2 separate regions of the Drosophila melanogaster genome follow, and region 1 is linked to region 2. Evidence: chromatin contacts called from public Hi-C data. All regions are on one chromosome and are shown on one strand. The core of a region is the stretch at or near the end of the contact, and the rest is flanking DNA. Distances in the headings are between cores, read along the strand shown. Region 1 holds the start of Xrp1 (Xrp1,). Region 2 holds the start of kibra (kibra,).

What was found. Hi-C and Micro-C count contacts between places; a contact is called where the count stands out from the background.
Region 1: a Hi-C map of the Kc167 cell line shows a contact between it and region 2, with 2.7 times the contacts expected there. The contact joins the promoter of Xrp1 here to the promoter of kibra in region 2. A contact is called at or near these places in 2 of 107 Hi-C or Micro-C datasets (the Kc167 cell line and eye imaginal disc).

What each region holds. Positions count from the first base shown.
Region 1 is chr3R:18,913,259-18,916,222 of dm6, reverse strand. It overlaps Xrp1 (Xrp1,), which reads right to left and starts at 1,255. Exons shown (of 5, transcript NM_142504.4): 1 at 298-1,255.
Region 2 is chr3R:14,722,948-14,725,865 of dm6, reverse strand. kibra (kibra,) reads left to right here and starts at 1,605. Exons shown (of 9, transcript NM_001300400.1): 1 at 1,605-2,555. The coding sequence starts at 2,293. CG7530 reads left to right here. Exons shown (of 6, transcript NM_169599.2): 5 at 1-409; 6 at 477-1,106. The coding sequence ends at 707.

The DNA.
Region 1 (2,964 bases), core at 6-2,505, 4.2 Mb before region 2:
AAGACTAGTTACTTAACTAATAATATAGAATAAGATATAAGACAGAATCCGGTTTAGAAACCCCATATAAATTTATTATTTTAAGCGTCACGTTTTCACATGTAATCAAAACACCTATCAAAACAACGCCCTACAAAAGTTCACGATTACTATAGGCCTATAGGTAGGTGGCCTCATCTATCTATGTATACTCGACGTGAAGTGTACCCAGTGTCAATGACACCGCCAGCAACAAAGTTGTGGCAACAAATGTTGCTGGCTTTGGGAAAATGAGAAATGTGGCCAGTAGTTGCTTACCCTCCATCATGTTGCTGCCACGTTGAGCAGGTTCCAATGATGACGGCACTAATATGATCTTGATCCTTGTTGCTCCTTATCTCCGGTGACTATTTGACTTATTCGAATCGGTTTCAAAAGAAAGTGCGGCGACTAAAGCGACGGCGGTTAAAGTCACGCTTCTTTCGTAGCAACTTGGAGCGTCGTAGGATCTTAGTGCCCGTAGTGCCACCAGTGCCGGTGCCGATCGTGGAGGTCTCGATATTGATTGAATTGTTGCAATAAAACTTATTGTTATGCCAGCCGCGCATACGCATACACATAAAGTTGTTGAGCATGGGAACCTGCTGCTGCGAATGTTGCACACACATGAAGACAACGACAGGCGAATGTTGCATGACGTTCTTAGGCGACGCGATGTTGGATTTCCCGCTTTTTCTCGACACTGCTGTTGCTGTTAGTGTTGCACCAACCGCAGGCAGAACGAACATAATATTGGGGCAAAATGCCTTTGAAGTGTTTTTCTCTTTTTTTTTCTTTTTTTTTTTTGGTACGGTCAGCTGTTGCTTCAGTGATACCACTTGTGTAGATCGGGCGTATGCTTAATGTACTCGTCAAGTGTTCGTGTTCACAAGCGCTTATCTATATAGCATCTAGATACAACTGTTATCTGAGATACCGAGATACGAAGTATATATAGAAATTGTTTGTTTAATTTTCGCCAATTTATTGCGTCTCTCGCAAATGTTTTTCAGGCTGTTAATCACTCTGAACTTTGCACTCAAAGTTGAGTTTATCTGGTACGTTTTACACGAAAAGAAATTACTGTTCTATGAATAGGATATCTTTGTAACGAGGTTCAGCGTTTGATGCCATTAAGATGGGATTCTAAAACACGTATCGAAAATTTCACAAATTCCACGCTGATTTGCACACCGAAAGCTCTGTCGTTTGCCTTGACTCACTGAATTGTTGTTCTGTTCGCGACGAAGTATTGTTACTAACTGACTCAACTGCGAGCACTGGACGGCAGCCGCTGGCCGGGGTTGATATAATTTTGCTGACGTCGTTGCCGGTTTCATTCACCGCTCCGTCCATATACCCTTTCCCCACCACCAATATATATTCACATATATTCACACACACGCGCTCTCTCAGCTGCTGTGTCTATTTTCTATGGCCGTGCCCCCAAAACATTTCCACGCGGGGATCTTTTTCTCTCATTATTTTTGTGATGCGGAGGATGGGCCACTCGGATAAGTGGGTGCCTCTACTTCTTAGATACTACTCTACTCTAAAACCCTTAGCTGGTTGAAAGCAGCTGAAAAAGGTGTAAACAATGCATTAGCATCAACTGATTTAAGTTCTGAAAAAAAAAAATTTCCATGTGCTATTAACTTGAGGCAAAGTATTACATACAACACAGTTAAGTTAATATAACAAAAAATATATATATTTTCAATAAACTGTGCAAAACGCAGACAGATTATTCATAGCCGTTCATATTATTTGGCTAGCGACAGTCTGAAAATTGCACAGATAGCATTTCGGTCTAAATTGGCTACAATAGATAAGAGAAGCTAAAAAAAAAGAATAAATTTTACTCTGCACCCAGATAATTTAGAAACGTAGATATTAAGGTTGTAAGTAATAGCAACTATGTTTGCTCACAAAGGGTTAATAAACTGGTATTTAATAAAAAGCCGCGAAACTTAAGTATAGTTCAATACTTTGCGTATTTTTTCGCGCCTAAATATTCATTTATATTCATATGATCATTCACAGGATTTTTAATGTAAATGTAAGTATTTATGGTTACATATGTCACCTATGTCCGCTCCAAAAGGTATAGGGCAACTGGTTTGGCAGCCTGCCATGCAGCAACAACAAACAATACAGATTCGCACTCTTTCTCTCCACGTGAGTGAAACTCTCTCTCGCTGGTTGAGATTGGCTGATGCAACACTTGCCACACGTTGCAACAGCTGTTTTAGTCTGGCCCAGCTGATTCGTATTGTTGGCTTGTTGCCAGAGACTGCGAAAATCTCTTGGCAACATGTTGCCACAACTTTTGGAAAACTCATAGTGTTGTTAAACATGTTGGGCGAAATTTTCACACCGGTGCAGGGCAAAAAGGGGGTGGCTTAAACTGTAGCTGGCTGGCTGGCTTAAATTAGCCGGCCGATGATTCATTTTGGGGGTTGTCCACTTACATAAGATGAGCTCACCCAATGTGAAAACTCTTTAGTCGCTGGAAGAAACTGCGCATTTCGACACAGAAAAGCCTAAACAAGCAGAACGAACATTTGTTTTGTAGATTTATAATTTTTCAAAACATACAATCGCATTGCACTTTGCGATTGGCCTTGACACCCTGACGTGGTTCCATTTGGCGACACTGTTCCTGCTTTTATCTTCTCCATGGCGCAAGATAAAATCAGAAAGTACAACGTGTTGATCACCTAATGGCCAGAGTCATGCAAACCAAACTCTTGGTGATTTAAATCTATTTCCATGTCTGTCACAAAAGAATACTGCTTATTATTATATGGCGGGTTATAATTTACCAAAGTACACAAAATGTTACAATACAATACAGTTGAATATATACTAGTTAAATGTACATATGTTTTATAACAGCTCATTGGCTGTGTTTTAATGGTTTATAAATGTAAAGTGTTTTTAAAG
Region 2 (2,918 bases), core at 356-2,855:
GTTCCTGCGCCTCCACGCCTCCCTGAGCGACCAGGTGCTGGTGGTCTGCCTGCTGGTCTGCTTCTGTCTGTGCATGCTGATGTCCGCCATATACCACATCTTCTCCTGCAAATCGGAGGAGCACTACGAGCTCTTTCTGTCCGTTGACTTCCTGGGCATTTCGCTGTCGCTGGTGGCCATCTATATCAGTGGCATGTACTATGCCTTCTGGTGCCACACCTTCCTGCGCACCCTGTACTCCACGATTGCACTGGGCATGTTCGCACTGGCCATTGCCGTGCAGATACCCCGTTTGAATGTGTCCATGAACGGCAAGGTGGCGGTGCTGCTACTCTGGTCTGCCTATGGAATCATACCTCTGGGCCACTGGGCGGTGGCCATGGGCGGTCTGGAGAACGAGCTAGTCAGGGTAGGCATCAGTTGGAAATTTATGGAATCTTGTCATTTGCTAATCCATCAATCATTACCATTTGCAGCTGATGGTGCCCCGCATCGTGCTCATGTACTTGCTCTGCCTCGTCGCCTTCGTTTTCTATGCGGCCAAGATTCCGGAGCGCTGGTTCACCGGCAAGGTGGACTTCGTTGGGCATTCGCACAACTGGTGGCACCTGATCATCGTGGCCGCCTTCTATCACTGGCACAACACCGGACTGGTCTATGCCGAGTATCGCCTGAATAACGGATGCACTGCACCAGTTCTCTCCTAGAACTTGAAGATCCGAACATCTGAGTTAAGATCCGAAGATCCGAGGAGCGGAGATGGAATCCGGGACTCTAGTAGACTAAAGCTTAGTGTAAATAGTTTATGGGGCGCTCTTTATCCGCTAATAACTAATATTTAGTTGTAGTTGTTGACCGATATGATTAATTTATGTTTAATTTACCAATTAGTTAGGGTTTCGTGTTAGACAATCCAGATCCAGATAGTTGGCATCGCATAAGCGGCAAAAAGGTTTCTCTCTTTATATCCTAATTGATTTCCTTTAATATATACAATTAAACAATGTCAATGAAATTGCATGTGTCTTGAGCTGAAGCTGTGTTAGTCTTGTTGACTCAATTTTTACAATTCATAAAATGCAAATACAATATCAAACGTACAAAGCAAGCGAAATTGTGGTTTTATTGAAGTTATGTTTCGGAAACATAATTTATTTTTCTATCTATGGTTGGGATACATATTGATTTCGAAATGCGTAACTCAGTTTACAGTCTTTTTTTTTAAATTTTTTCTTTTTCTGTTTTTAAAATGTAACGGAAATGTTAGGATTAAGATAACAGTAATTGTTAACAGAGCGAGTTAACATGATCTATCGGAACTGGCTTTGATTAACATCGCTTGAAGAACCGAACTAGTTCCTGTTACCAAGCCGATCTTTGAACGTACAACTCCTATTTTCTTCCCTCAACAATTACACCTATGCTTGGGGACTACACAAGCCAAATAACAATAAATACTTTTCGTGCATGATTGTTAAATATCGCATCTCTGCAACCGCGTCAATACAGCCTATAATATCGATATCAACCAATACATCGAATAACATCGCCGCGAGTGTATCGATATGCAATGCGATGTTTTCTGCTACACCACTAGCAGCGAATGTTACCAAAACAAATTCCGAATCCGAATCGGACGGTCATCAAGCGCGCTACTCGTGTTTTTTGCTGCTCCCCCAAGGAATTCCGGAACCGAAGAGATCGGCGACGGCGCGAACTCACTAAACTGAAGTACATATTTTTTTGTGAACACCAAGTGGATGGTTGGATTATCGTCGTTAATTAGTTTCAATTAGGCGAAAATAAGAAAATAAGTAAAGGAGTTCAAACGCTTGCAACAACAAGAAATGAAAAGAAGCAGCACCAACTGTGAGCAGTGATCGTGTGCGCTTGTGTTCGTCCCCCATATGTGTGCGTGTGTTTGAGCTGGAATGGAATGCAGTTACGAAAAAAGTAAATAAATAATTGAGAGCGCGCCCGCGCTCTCCCGCTCTCTCTCCCCTGCGCGCGTGTGTATTCGAGTTGGCTCGGTGTGTGCCTCTACGCCCGTCACCGTGTGGCCGTGTTGTGTGTGTGTGTGTGCGGGTCGGTCTCCATTATCGCCGGAGCAAAAGAAACGGAATTGAAATGTCTTTGCTAATGTAAACAGCGCAAAGAGAAACCCCCCGAAAAAAGAAGCAAACGTAGATAGCAATAGCGAAAAGAAAGAAAAGGCGCGCGTCGGGTGAAAAATCCAGCAACAACGACGTTTTCTCAGACTAACCAAAGTACACGGCGAGAAACAAAGTTAAAATGCCGAATCTGCAACAAACCGCATCGCAATCGCAGCATCATCTGCATCCCCACCACCTGCGACCCCAACAGCAGCAACAGCAACATCATCATCATCATCAACAACAGCAACAACAACAACACACGCATCATCAGCAGCAGCAACAACACCACAGCGACTTCCCACTTCCCGATGGCTGGGATATCGCCAAGGATTTCGATGGCAAGACCTATTACATAGATCATATCAACAAGAAGACCACCTGGCTGGATCCCAGAGATTGGTAAGTGTTCCGGAAAGGGTCAATTAAAGAAACGAAATTGAAACAAGGGCGATCTGAAATATAATTATAAGATATTTGCATTTGGAAAGTTAGTTTAAACTTATTAAAACTACTAGAACAATTATCAGAAATGAGGCATACATAACGAATGACCAAACCAACAGGTTGTGTTTTAAATAAGTTATAGATGCTTTAACATCGCAAACTATCAAGAGTGCTTATAAACCCCAATTGCTGCTTAATGGCTAATAAGTGAAGCAGATAACTCATTGAGAATCAAATTAAAATAGAATAAAATTCTTGGCAAGTTGTTAGTGGCTTAAGAAGGCATAAAACGCAGGTGAGAGATCAGCAGTTCACTCA